Regions from separate parts of the Sus scrofa genome. Here region 1 is linked to region 2. A link is a contact called in public HiChIP or PLAC-seq data. All regions are on one chromosome and are shown on one strand. Each heading gives the region's core, a stretch centred on a gene start, on an enhancer-like site or on the middle of the called end of the contact. The rest is flanking DNA. Distances are from core to core; before and after follow the strand shown.

Region 1 (6,693 bases), core at 1,188-3,687, 280 kb before region 2:
CTACAGACTGTAAGAAAATATTTGCAAAAGACGTATCTGATAAAGGACTGTTATCCTGAATATATTAAGAACTTTTAAAATTCTCCAATAAGAAAACAACCAGATTATAAAATGGGCCAAAGGTCATGACAGATGCCTCACCAAGGAAAATATACCAATGAAAAATAGGTATATGAAGGAGTTCCCTGGTGGTTCAGTCGGTTATGGAGCTGAGGTTGTCACTGCTGTGCCTTTGCTTGCTGCTATGGTGTGGGTTAAATTCCTGAACCAGGAACTTCCACATGCCATGGGCATGGCCAAAAAAATAAACATATGAAAAAATGCTCCACAGTACATGTCATCAGGAAAATGCAGATTAAAACAACAATGAAATGCCACTGTGCTTCTATTTGAATAGCTAAAATACAGAACACTGACACCACCAAAGGCTGATGAGGGTGTGAAGCAACAGGAATGCTCATTCATTGCTGATGGGAATGCAAAATGGTTTAGCTGCTTTGAAAGACAGGCAGTTTCTTACTAAACTATTACAATTACCTACAGTTACAGCTAAACCTACAATTACCATGTAATCCAGCAGTCATACTCCTTGGTATTTACGCAGAGCAATTGAACACTTAATTTCACACAAAACCCTGCACACAAATTTTTATAGCAGCTTTACTCATAATTGCCAAAACGGAAGCTATCAAAAAGTCCTTCAGTAGGTGAATCAGTAGATAAAATGTGGTACATCTGGGAGTTTCCGTCGCGGCTCACCAGTTAACAAACCCAACTAGTATCCACAAGGACATGGGTTCTATCCCTGGCCTTGCTCAGTGGGTTAAGGGTTTGGCATTGCTGTGAGCTGTGGTATAGGTTGCACATGGGGCTTAGATCCCATGTTGCTATGACATAGGCCGGCAGCTACAGCTCTGATTCAGCCCCTAGCCTGGGAACTTCCATATGCCTCAGATGCAGCCCTAAAAAAAAAAACAACAACCAACCGTGGTACAATGGAATATTATTCAGTGCTAAAAAAGAAATAATTTATCAAGCCATAAAAAGTCATAGAGGAACTTAAATGCATATTACTAAGTAAAAGAAGTAAGTCTGATCTAGAGTGTGTACAGATTTCTTATAAATCAATAAGAAAAACTCAGTTTTTTTAAAGAAAGGGTAAAAAACGTGAATAGGATTCTTATAAAAGAGGCTATCCAAATGGCGAGTGAACATGAAAACATGTCAACATGATTAGTTATCAGTAAAATGCAAGTTGAAAACTTTACAGAATATCTTGACACACACCCCAGAGTGGCTAAAATTTAAAAAGTCAGCAATACAAGTGTTAGGATGTAGAGGGACAGAAACTCATAGAATGCTTGAGAGTATCAGTTAGTGAAACTACTTTGGAAATTTTGTTGCCAGTTAAATTAAGCCCATGCCTACCCCATGACTCAGCAATTAGTAGCTATCTATCTTTCCTAACTCTAAGATAAATAAATGTGAGGACCTTCTTATACCAAGATTCACTCTTACTATAAGCAGTCCAATCTTCCTGTAATAGCTAATATCTCAGGGGCCCTTACTGTGGACCAGCACCATGATGAGTGCTTGCATGCAGTAACATTTAAGTTTCCCGCTAACCTTAAGAGGTAAATATTATTAAACTACTTTACAGATGAGAAAATTGGTTGAGAAAACTTAATGAATTTTCCCAAGGTCATTGTATTAGTCAGTATCCTTTGTTACATTTAAAAGAAACCAAAAGTTTGGTTTAAGCAAAAAGCAATGTGCTGAAAAGTCATTGTAAAACTCCCAGAATTGCCAGCATGGCTCATTGAGGACTCTGCAGTCATGAGCAGTTCTCCAAATCAAGTTTATACCAAACACTGGTCAGGTTGACCCCTCTGACAGCTCTGGGACCCAGACACAGGCACCAGCAGAACTGCCACCACTTGGCTGGAGCTAGTGGGAACTGTCACCACTGTTGCACTGCAAGGGTGACCCTAGTTTCCCACTGCACCAATCACATTAAGAGTATACTGTGCATGCCCTGGGGCCAAAAAGGGGTGATTTGTGCTTACTCTGAAAATCACAAGTTCAGAGTGATGAGCATGGATTTGAACCCAGTCCCCTTGCCTCTAACATCTAGGAGCTCTACTACTCTTCTTGGTCACCTCCAGATCCATGCTGTTACTTCATCACTTTAAGAACAAGGTGAGGCCAGCAAGTATTAAAATGTCCAGCAACACTTCATGCCCCCATATCCTGTAGATCAGAATGCTTTAACCATTTGCTGCTTGACTAATTTAGAAAGACAGAATAAAACTACCCATATGCAAATTGGGCTTCTGAAATCACCAAGTGCTTTAACAAAGGCAAGTGGAGAGGACCTGGGATGACAGCTCATTGAGAGCCATCACTGTACCATGTGGGGCCATGTGGCTGCATGCTGACTCAAACTCGTGGTGGAGAAGGGGGGGGCGCTTCTGAATCACCAAGACCACATCCTGCTCCTCCCTCATTTTTTCCCCTGGAAGCTGCCCATCAATCTTGTTGCTGAGATCTCCACCCGAGCATGGGGCTCAGGTATTCACACCAAATGTCTGTGAATGTCTAAGAAGTCCCATTTTCCAGGAACATTTGGCCCTGTTGTTTCAGTGGCATCTAAGTGTGAAGTTGACTATGAGTAAGTGTGAAACTGATAGTCTGTGCCTGTAGACTCGGGGCTCAATTTGGGTCATTTATCTCACTGTGCTTTGGTGGGCACAAACTAACATCTAGCATCCCCTATACTTGACTTTAGCCATTTTTTTACTGAAAGAAAGTTCTAATCATAATGCCAGCTAGATAAAAACTTGGGAGAAATGTGTTCTTTTTTGAGAACTGTTATCACAGACACATATTCACTATAGCCAAAGACTAAGCAGGCATCTCATCCTGCTCTGATTCATCTTAGAAAAACATGTGGTAGGCAATTCAACATCCTCCCCCATTTACTTTCAAATAAAGAGTAAGAGGAAAGGTCAATTTTCTTTCCTTTATTTTCTTGTAAAGGCAATTTAGTAAAATTAGGATCTGTTGGGGCTTTTGTTTTGTTTTGTTTTGTTTTGTTTGGGGTTTTTTGGGTTTCCACTGAAGACAGAAGTGGGAGTTAGGATTACAAAGACTGAAAAGTCATCAGTATATAGAGGAATTTGAAATTTCAGATGAAGGAGTCAGAACTTTGTAGACAGAGTAATTCGTGAAAGTTTTTGAATTTTAATGTATTTTTTTTTTTTTTTGGTCTTTTTTTTTTTTTTTTTGCTATTTCTTTGGGCCGCTTTCGAGGCATATGGACGTTCCCAGGCTAGGGGTCGAATCGGAGCTGTAGCCACTGGCTTACGCCAGAGCCACAGCAACGCGGGATCTGAGCCGCGTCTGCAGCCTACACCACAGCTCACGGCAACGCCAGATCGCTAACCCACTGAGCAAGGGCAGGGACCGAACCCGCAGCCTCATGGTTCCTAGTCGGATTCGTTAACCACTGCGCCACGATGGGAACTCCTGAATTTTAATGTATTTTTTAGAGTCAGATACAATGAACCAAAAAAATGTAGAAGTCATATGTAAATTTAATTTACAAGATGATAGGGCAGAATTTGTGCAGCTACCACGTGACAGGATAAGCACTATGGTGGTTATCATCTCGCAGTTTATTAAATCAAATCAACATGTTATACACCTTAAACTTGCACAGCATTTTATGTCAGTTATACATCAACAAAACTGGAAAAAGAAAAAATGAAAAATAGAAGATTGCTAGTACTTCAGAATGTTCCCTAGTGAAACATTTTTTTTTAATTAACGAGGTTTTTTTTTTAAGATTTTTATTTTTTCTATTATAGTTGATTTACAGTATTCTGTCAATTTCTACTCTACAGCAAAGTGAAAATTACAAGGATAGAGACAAAACCCTTATATTCCATTTGACATGTCATTACCATTAAGGTCAAAAAGTCTAGTATCAGCAGCATCCCAGAAGTCTCCTGAATCCACCTCCCCAGTCACAATTCCTTTCCTCCTTCACCCAAGGTAATCACTACCCTAACATTTAGGAAAATCTTTTATTTCCTTACTTTTCCTTATGGTTTTACCCTATAAGTATGCATCCTTAAATAATGTAGTTTATTTTGTCTTTTTTGAACTTTGTTTAAATGGAATCATACTTTTTGTTTTCTTTGGGTTTTGCTTCTTTTGTCCAACAATATTTTTTGAGAGTCATCCATGTTGTAACTAATTTTCCTTCACTTTCTTTATTGTAAATGAATTATTTCTTCATGCTATCATTGTTACACATTGGGTCGTTTCCAGCTGGAGCTGTTAAAAACTATGCTGTGGCATAGTTGTGGGTGTGTATGTGAGTATCTGTGTCTCTGTGTCTGTGTATAATAGAACAGGAGAGAATTATGAAGATCTATCTAGCAGTAATGCACAATAGATAGTACAGTCAGGAAGGAAAGAATCAAAGGGCAGTTTAGTTGAGAAGCCCAATCAGATAAGATTTAATTTGAACTCGATGATGAACAAAAGAGTAAGAGAGCATAGACTCCTAGAAGTTCACCAGGCTAAAAGGTATACTCATTTAAAATTGTTACAGATAACTTTTAAATTTCCTTTTCGAAAGGCTTTATCATTGCATACTCTTACTAATGGATTTGTGTATGAGTGAGAATATCCATTCCTCTGTATTTTTGCCAACTTTTGATATTATCTATCTTTTAAAATTTTGCCAAAATTATCAGAAAAAAGCTATCATTTCAAGTTTTATTTTCTTAATTATTAATGAGTTTAAACATTTTCATACTTTCTTCATCGGACTATTGCATTTTGTGTATGAATTTCCCATTCATATCCTTTCCCGTTTTTTCTATCAGCTGTTTCTTGTCTTGTTGATTGGGGAAATTCAGTAAATTTTGAATATTAATCCTTTTATATTTGTAAATGTATTTCTGTCTGCCTTTTTCAGTGTCTTTTGCTGAACATAATTTTTTTATTTATATATATGATGGCTTCGAGGTGTCAACTTGGCTAGGTACAGTATCCACTTATTTAATCAAATACTAATCTTGGCTTTGCTGTAGAGGTATTTTAAGATGTAATTAAGGCCTCTAATCAGTTTGCTTTAAGTAAGGGAGATTATCCTGGATAATCTGGGAGAGGATGTTTCAATCAGTTGAAAAGACTTAAAAGCAGAACTAAGGCTTTTTCCAAGAGGAGAAAATATACCTCAAACCTACCTGTGACATTCCCTTTCTGAAGACTTGCCCTACTGATTTCAAACATGCTTAACCAGCGCCCTAAATTATACATATGTTTTTCCCCTATTTGTTCTGCTTCTCAGGTTGAACCCTGAATAATATAGTGTAATATTTTTACGTAGTCTACCAACTATTTACAGCATCCAGGTTTCATGTCTTACTGAGATAGGCTTAATACAAAAACATATGTAAATCAAGTTTGTGCAGCAACTTGCTAACTAAAGGTACCCATTGTCAATAAGTTGGAGGTATATTTATTAACATACTTTTTATGTAAAAAACTAACAGCTCTCAACACACGAATTAAACAAAAGATAAAAATTAGTGGTTATCACAGTAGATGCAGAAAAGGCACTTTACGAAGTTCAACATTCATTCATGATAAAATCAATAAAGTGTGTATAGAGAAAATACCCTTTAACGTAATAGTCCATTTCTGATGAACCCACAGCCAACATCATACTCAATGGTGAAAAGCTGAAAGCTTTATCTCTAAGATCAGGAAAGACAAAGATGTCCACTCTCCCCACTCTTAGTCAACATGCTATTGGAAGTCCTAGCCACAGCAATCAGACAATAAAAAGAAATAAAGGCATTCAAATTGAAAAAGTAAAACTGTCACTATTTGCAGATGGCACGATAACTATATACAGAAAATCCTAAAGACACTACCTAGAAATTATTGGCGCTAGTAAATGAATTCAAAAGAGATGAAGGATACAAAATTAATATTCAGAAATATGTTGTATTTCTGTACACTAATAATGAATTATCCAAAAGAGAAATCAATAAAACAATTCCATTTAAAATTGTATTTTAAAAATAATATACCTAGGAATAAATTTAATCAAGGATTGGATGAAAAATCTGTACTCTGAAAACTATAAGACATTAATGAAAGGAACTGAAGGTGACACAAATAAAAGGAAAGAAGAAATAAGGAATTCTGCTCAGGAATCAGAAGAATTAATATTGTTAAAAATGTCCATAATACCCAAAGCAACATACATATTCAGTGCAATCCTCATCAAAATATCAACATCGAGAGTTCCCATTGTGATTCAGTGGAAACGAACCTAACTAGTATCCATGAAGATGCAGGTTCAACCCCTGGCCCCACTCAGTGGGGTTAAGGATCCAGTGGTGCTAATGAGCTGTGGTGTAGGTTGCAGATTTGGCTCAGATTAGGCATTGTTGTGGCTGTGGTGCAGACAGGCAGCTGCTGCTCAGATTTGACCCTTAGCCTGGGAACTTCCATACGCCACAACAACAGCCCTAAAAAAAAAGCCAGTGGCATTTTAAACAGAACTACAACATATTCCTAAAATTTGTATGGAACCACAAAACACCCCAAATAGCCAATTCAATCTTGAGAAAGAAGAACAAAGCTGGTGGTATCACAGTCCTGACT
Region 2 (7,838 bases), core at 1,858-4,357:
CATAAAAGTATTACCAGTGGTAAATAAGTGTAAGTGTAAAAGTGTTCAAACTCAACACTAATGAGGGAAATACACATTCTGACAGGTTTATTCATGCATTCAGAGACTGGGAGTGTATTTCGTTTGCTGCTGTATTCGGAGCATCCAGAACATCATCTGACACTCAGTAAATATTCTCAGAATGAATGAATGAGTATATGAATGAACAAAATATCAAACTTTGAGCAAGTCATTTAATCTTGCAGGATCTCAGTTTCCTCATTAATATAAGGAAAAGATCAGCTCAGTTGATGGGGGTACCCGCCAGTGTTCTAACTAGTTGGCCTTACCACCATGTGTACTGAATAAGGAAATGCACTTTTCTCTCATATTTGTCATTATCCTGACTACCTCATCTTTCACTTCCCTGAGCCAGTGATCTTCGTAAGTGCACAGCAGAATATCATGAGTAAATTAAATTCAGAGATTGAATCCAGAGGTAGGGACAAAACAATAGCACTGAATTTTCTTTGCGTATTTAGCCATAATGAAACAAGGAAAAGAAACTGCCAGTCGGGGAGGCTGCAGGGCAGAGTGGGGGCAGGGGGCAATAGAAGGTAATAAAGTATGAAGCAAAAATGAATAACTTTGGAATGGGTGAGAGTTCGTATGAGCTGTTTGATTAATGGCACTACCTTTACTGAGCAGCTGATTTTACTTCTCAGCAGTTCTTTTTCATCCACATAGTTTATTATTTTTGTAGCACATCTGTGGTACATAGAGTGGAACAGGAGCTGTGATATCTGTTTTTTAACAGATGCGCAGAGGCTAAGTGGCCTGCCTGCCTGCCTGCCTGCACTCAGTGATTTGTTAATCAGTTACAGAGCCAGCATTAGGAGCTGGGTTTTCTGTCTCCTGGGTTTTACTCCTTTCCATTACACATGGCTAAGTACTTCTATCTTGCACTAAAGAAGGCTCTACAGGTAACACCCTGCCCTCTTCTAGAAATAGCATTGTTACCTGAGAGGCCAGTCTGCCAGGGTGACCATTTTCATGTGTTTTAGGGAGCTCAGGTTTAATCATTCTTTTCCCTAGAGGAAGTAGCAATAACTGTGAACTAAAAATAACGCCTTAACTGCTGAATTCTGCTTAGTAGGTGGTTTCCCAGAGATGATCCTATGTAGTGAGTCATCACTATGAGAGCGCTTATTCGCACATTATTTCTCTTTTTCACTAAGCCCTGGTACATCGGGTTACATGTTTTTTAACCTTTAGAGCCTTTCTGGGAGGTTCACCGACTTCATGCTATAAATATAAACGTCTTCCACATGTCTTCCTTCTGCTTCCACTTTTCAAATCTAAGGTAACCCCTAGTTCAAGACCACAGCCAGGATCATGACCTCAGACAAAAGAGCGGCAGTTTCTGCAGTTGGAAGCAGCTCCATCTCACTCCCAGTAATAACCAGACGTGTCGACTAATGTAAACAAATGTGTGGGACCCAGATCAGGAAAACTATAAAACTTCATTGAGAGATATAAAAGACTTATCTAGATAGTCCCACTTGCGGCACATGAAAGTTCCCAGTCTAGGAGTCAAATCGGAGCTGTAGCTGCCTGTCTACACCACAGCCACAGCATCACTGAATCCGAGCCACATCTGCAAACCACACCACAGCTCACAGCAACACCAGATCCTTGACCTACTGATGGAGGCCAGGGATCAAACCCGAATCCTTGTGGATCCTAGTAGGGTTCTTAACCCACTGAGCCACAGCGGGAACTCTGATATAGACTATTTGAATATTAGAAAGATATTACATTTTCCTGAATGAAAAGATTGAATAGTCAAAGAATACCTGATCTTTCTAAATTAATTTATAGTTTTATGCAGCTCTGATCAGAATCCCAGCGGGATATTCTTTTTTTTTTTTTTTTTGCTTTTGGGCCGCACCTGCGGCATATGGAGGTTCCCAGGCTAGGGGTCCAGTTGGAGCTACAGCTGCCAGCCTACACCACAGCCACAGCAATGCAAGATCCGAGCCACGTCTGCAAACTACACCACAGCTCACAGCAACACTAGATCCTTAACCCACTGAGCAAGGCCAGGGATTGAACCTGCAACCTCATGGTTCCTAGTCAGATTCGTTTCCACTATGCCACAACAGGAGCTCCCAGTGGGATATTCTAAAATGCATTTGGAGGAGCTAAATTGGTAAAAATAACCAAGAGTTGTTTTAATAAAAATGTAATGAAGGGTAACTCCTACCACCAAGTACTAAAATGCATTATGCAGCTACAATAACAATTTGGCTCCAGCAGAAGAAATGACAGACATTAATGGAAAAGAATAGAGGGTCCGGGAAAAAAAATTCCAATTTAGAAAGTGGTATAATTTATTATAAATCACAAACCCTAGAGGACAGAAGAGCTTATTCAATGAATAAGATAAGGTCAGCTCCTTGGGGGGGGGAATGTTAATTAATTAAGTTCTCTCGGTTCTTTACCCCAGAGCAAGTAACAGATGGCTTAAAGACTTAAATATTAAAAATGAAATCATAAAAGGATAAAGAAACTATAAAAAAATCTTGATGGTCCTAAAGTGGAGATAGCCTTTCAAAGCATTAAAAAGTCACAAAGAAAAATTAATATATTTGACTAAATAAAAATTGAAAACTTCTGTTCATCAAAAAAATAAAAATACTGCACACAGTTAAAAAGCATATGGTAGTCTTAGAGAACATGTTTGCAGTGAATATGACAAAGATATAACATCCTTCCTGAAGAAAGCGCTCTTAAAATTAATTGGGACGCCACTAGCACACTTTTCATTTTCACATCACATTGAATACATGTCACTGTGCTGCATGGGTTTTATAAACAATATAGTTCAGATGACACGAATGAAGGAAATTCAGATCCTATTTTCCATGCATATATTCTTTGTTCAGAGACAGTTGAAGGAAACTACACATTATGCTATAAATACTTCTGGACAGTTTGTCCACATTGACACTTCCATTTCCTAAAACGAAACCCTCCCTGGCCCACAGGGAGAAAGAAGGCTGGCTTTGTTAACCAGCCTTACTTCCACAAGCACATCCATATGGTAAGAACTTCCTCTGTTGAGTCATCCACAGTTGTCAAACACCAACTTTCCTTTGTTTGACCCGTGCAGAAATAAGGTCTATGGAGGCATAACACAAGAGTCTGAATCATTTAATTGTGTTTTATTCCTCTCTGCATTTGCATCCGTCACAAACCCAGTGTGTCCGCTATGAAAAGTTGCATTCTTCAAATAACACTGGGGGGAAAAAAAACCCTTTTCAAATGGGTCTGTTCTGCCTAGATAGTCTGTGAAATTTCTAAGGAATGTTGTGGGCTTTGCTTCCTGTGTTAAATTTTTGAGTTATCACACGTTATTGGATTCCACCCAGCACATTCTGGATAGGAATGTTATATTCATACAGGATACCAGTTGTCTTTACCATTTAAAAGGGAATAGAGGAATTTTTTTTTTTTTTACTTATAAGATATAAATGGGTAGGTAGAAATGTGTGTGCAAATAATATTTTTTAATATGTCCTTGATTCTTTTCTTCATAGAGGCTTGAGTCACATGAAGTCACAGATTTGTTATGACTGCTAACCACTGTCTCGTCTCTTTGTTCTCGTTCAAACCAAGGACTGTACCACCAGCATTCTGATGTGTGATGCCATCTTTGTTTGAAAGAGAAGAGACCTTTAGAGATCCTATCTTATTCATTTGCAGATACAAAGAGAAAAGGAATGATGCTGTGTGATTTCTTCTGTTTATTTTTTTTTATTTTCCAAACTTTTCTATAAGCAAGTATACTTCATAATCAGAAAAATAATGTCTTCTTTCAAGTAGCCACCCATCATTAAAAATATAAATGCAATGAGGAAGCCTTTTAAAAAATTAAGCTGGCTCTGAGGTCAGTAAAATGTATTTTGAGAAAAGAAATGCTAACTGCTAACTTTTGTTGATTAATCACCACATTAATCTCTCAATACCAGAGACATGTAGTCAAGTTCACTGACATTCAAGGGCCAGTGCCCATATCTGTACACTAAGCAGATTTTTTTTTTTAAGGAAAAAATGAGAAAATCAGTTTTCCACTGTTTGGAGTATTTTTAACCAATGATTGAATCTATTTTGAGGATATTTTTGGGTCATCTGTAATACTGTATGAGACTTTTGGTTCCCTTTTGAGCAAAGTTGCTTCTTTTTTTTTTTTTTTAAATAAGCTGCTTCAACCAACAGACACGTCTGCTTCAGAATATTTCTAGTGATTACATTCCCCCAAAATCAACATTAATATTTCCAACCTTGGTTATGCATGATTTTGCTGACAGCTGGCTGATGTCAACATTGGAGAGGCAAGAGAAAGCTTGTGCCTATGAGCCTGGAGGTGAACGTAATTAATCTTCTCAGAGATACACCCACATTAGAGCCCATTAGGCTATCTTTAGCAAAGTTGTGGCAGACACGGGACCAGTGGGTTCAAAGATTAAAAGTTAGAGTGACTTTGAAGCCACATTTTTTTACCATACTGTAAGTAATATTTGCTGCTGGAGTGTGTCACTATTAGATGGGCTTCACTTTTACATTTTCTTAACTTTTACTCCTTGTGTATTGCTTTGGTGTCAGCCTATCAGAGAGAGAAAACTTGACTCACCTAAGTCACCTTAGTTCATGTGGCTCATTTGTCTTCCGTGGTATATGTTGCTGATTAATCACTGTCTCCTGCTATACCGAGATGGCAGCTCGGAATTATTCTCAACCTGGCTCGCAGCCTGGTACTACCAACCAGTCAGATCAGACGAGATGAATTCTCTGTCATCCATATCTAGGATAGAGCTCCACCCCAGTCTCTATCAGTGGCCTCCTCTGAGGCCAGGCACTTCCTTCCCGCTGTTACATTAACCATGTGGATTAAGCCATAGGCAGTGCTCTTTCCCTAGGCAAGATGTATGTAGTTTTACAAGGTCTTTTGCTAAATGAAACTGTTAACGAATTGAATTATGGTGTGAGGAGAGAACTACCAAGCTCTAGTCCCTTATTGCATAGAAACAGTGAGCTATTAGGAAAAACAAGAATGAAACTTGTCTGTCTGGACCACTTTCATTCTTATTATTTTGAGAGATGTTCGTCTGAATTTTTTTTTTTTTTGAAACAGCCCTATGAAATAACAAGGATAATTTTTTTAAGATTACTTTTTTTTTAAATTTCCGCTTCTACAACTTCTTGTACCGGGTCTCCTTAGTAGGGTGCCAACCATTGTAGTAGTTTGGCCAGAACAAAGAGGTTTTTCAGGATACAGGATTTTTAGCCCTAAAGCTGGGACCATCCTGGGCAGACTGGGGCATTTCATCATCTTGTTCCTGGGTGCCCTATTCATATGCCAGTACTGAGAAACATGGGTGCTAAGGTTTTTACTCATGGATCAGTTCCCTGTTACACGTTTTCTTTCTCTCCCAGAAGCCGTAATGTAAACAAAGGCTAGGAATTGTGGGACAGAGTGGTTTTTATTATGGGATATGATGACGTTCTAGTTTGGTTAAATGATGGCTCTAGTTCACACTTCTGCAGAGTATTGATAACCCCTGAACCCCTGAGCCCAGCTAGTAAACAAAGCCTAACTAATTGATCTCCGGCACTGATTTTGCCGGGTGTTCCTGGTAAGCTCTGAAAATCCAGTCTACGTCTATACACGCCGCCATCACCCTTGCCCCAAAGGATCTTCCAGCATGTTATCATTAAGATTTTTCAAAACCAAGCCCAACTTAAAGTAGCATGTGTGTTACAACTAGAACTTCCTTAGGGGAGGAGAGTCATCCAGGCTCCATGGTTTTATGAAGAGGCAGAAGACAAGCATTCCCTAGACCGTTGAACCTGAGCTGTCTATTAATGAAGCTTATTGCCCATGGTGAGTCCACAGAAATCCCAGACCCTGGACTTGCTTCCAGTTTCCTAGTAATTAGTAATCCTAAAACAAGTGTTTCACCCTTGCAAGTTATTACTTCTTAGGTGTGACTCAGATTTCTTTTCCTTGTTCTCAAACTTTCTTTCCAATGTAGAGTTATTTGGTTACTTGGTAGTCATCTGACTTCAGGGTTAGAGTGAGAGTGAAAATGCAATAATGTAGTTAGTTAGAGACTCAGCCTTTAGAGGGTGCTCAATACATGATCATGTCCTTCCTAAGAACTCTCCCAAGCAGTATGGTTGGAGAGCAGGAGATAAGGGAGGCGTTGGGAGAGTAATAAATATGTGAGTTGGCAAGAGAAATTATCAGAAGGTGTATGAAATGAATACTTGGATCCCAGATGCAGAAAGAGACAAACCCTGTTTGTGGTTTCTGTTGGACCAGCACATGCCAGCCCAGCATGTGGTCTCAGCTCTAATTTTAAAGGTATGAAAGATCTTTAGAAACACAAGGAAGGGAATGTTATGGACTGGAAGTTTGTCCTGTTCCCTACCCCCCAACCCCAAATTCAGATGTTGAGGCTCTAACCCCCAATTTGATGGTGTTTGCAGATGGGACCTTTGGGAGTTGAATAGGGTTAGATGGGATCATGAGGGTGAAGCACCCATGATGAGATTAGTGCCCTTTTAAGAAGAGACACCAGAGAACTCTTCTCTCTTCACCATGTGAGTACACAGCGAGAAGGTGGCCATCTGCAAGCCAGGAAGAGAATCCTCTTCAGAAATCGATCATATTGGCACCTTCAACCAGGACTTCTAGTCTCCAGGACTGGGAAATAAATTTCTGTCATTTGAGCCACGCAACCTGTGGCATTGTTAAGTAGCCCAAGTAGACTTAAGAAAAGATAGTGCTAGGAGAAGAAAAAGGTCATTCTTTAATTAAATAAGTATATATAGGAAATAATCACCTCTAGCAAGGAGTAGATACTCAAATTTATTAAAGTGATTAGAAATGATTTTTTTATCTTAATGACCACTTAGCCTTCTTTAGTCATATAAAAGCTAAGTTGGTAAATATATTAATTTGTAAGTTTTGTAATGTTTCAGAAATCTCAAGTGGTTTGGTGAGCTCTAGTTTAATTTTATTTGGCAATTTTGAATTGAAAACCAGTGGGGTTTTCCATTCTCTCGCTCTCTTGCTCTCTCTCAAGGAAGTTACTCATAGTCCCGTAAATATGAGCCCTCTGTGGAGAAATAAATTATTCACATTTGGTAACAAGGGGAAACAAATTCAGCTCTTTTCTTTTAAGGAAATTACCAGACTCACAGTCCCCTGCTGTGGACAGAGGTGGCAGCACTTAGCTGTAGGTAGCACCTCCTTCCCTGGTAGAGGTCTTGTCTCTCAGTCTGGGTCTCAGTGACACAGCTTCATCTCACATTCTTTTTGCCCCGACCTTCCCTTTTATTACTTGGATTTTCAGTGTTTTTCCTGCCATGCTCTTTCTTACCAGCCCTTTTCGCTTTCTGGACTGGTTTCCTTCTGGCACCTCTTTCCTCTCTCACTCCCCTTAATCCTTCGCTTTCTGTTTTGCCTTTGCTGCACTTTCTCTCAGCATCTCTCTTTCTTTGCCTTCTCAGGAGCCCACCCCTGTCCTGCACACTGGGGTGAAGTAAGCCGCTGAGGGCAGAGTTCCCATTCTGCACACCTTTGCTGCTTCTCTGCTGGTTTGGGCTGGATTTTAGATTTAGGGGACTAAGTGTCAGGCAGCTCGGTTTTTAGATACCCATTTTTTGCAGACATTGTCGAATGGCATAGACCAGGTGAAGCACAAATGCATACGACAATATAAATCAAATCCGGTTTCAGCTCTGACTGTGTATACATCTGTTCATGTATACGTATCCATGCAAACACA

What was found. HiChIP or PLAC-seq counts read pairs in DNA pulled down with a chosen protein or histone mark.
Region 1: a contact with region 2 is called in an H3K27ac HiChIP or PLAC-seq map of alveolar macrophages. The contact joins two enhancer-like sites. A contact is called at or near these places in 1 of 47 Hi-C or Micro-C datasets (embryonic fibroblasts) and 1 of 2 datasets of contacts at active chromatin or transcription factors (alveolar macrophages).

The regions. Positions count from the first base shown.
Region 1 is chr9:72,821,530-72,828,222 of Sscrofa11.1, reverse strand. The region is part of intron 2 of LOC102161391 (a long non-coding RNA gene); the gene reads left to right. Among named protein-coding and RNA genes, the nearest start is that of CDK6, 59 kb to the right of the region's middle. Within about 2 kb of position 2,437, at least 15 of the 83 cell types and tissues checked have an H3K27ac peak or open chromatin away from gene starts, as enhancers often do. A contact at or near this core is called in alveolar macrophages, where this site is marked.
Region 2 is chr9:72,545,135-72,552,972 of Sscrofa11.1, reverse strand. All of the region lies in intron 5 of CDK6 (a long non-coding RNA gene), which reads left to right. Among named protein-coding and RNA genes, the nearest start is that of FAM133B, 45 kb to the right of the region's middle. Within about 2 kb of position 3,107, at least 24 of the 83 cell types and tissues checked have an H3K27ac peak or open chromatin away from gene starts, as enhancers often do. A contact at or near this core is called in alveolar macrophages, where this site is marked.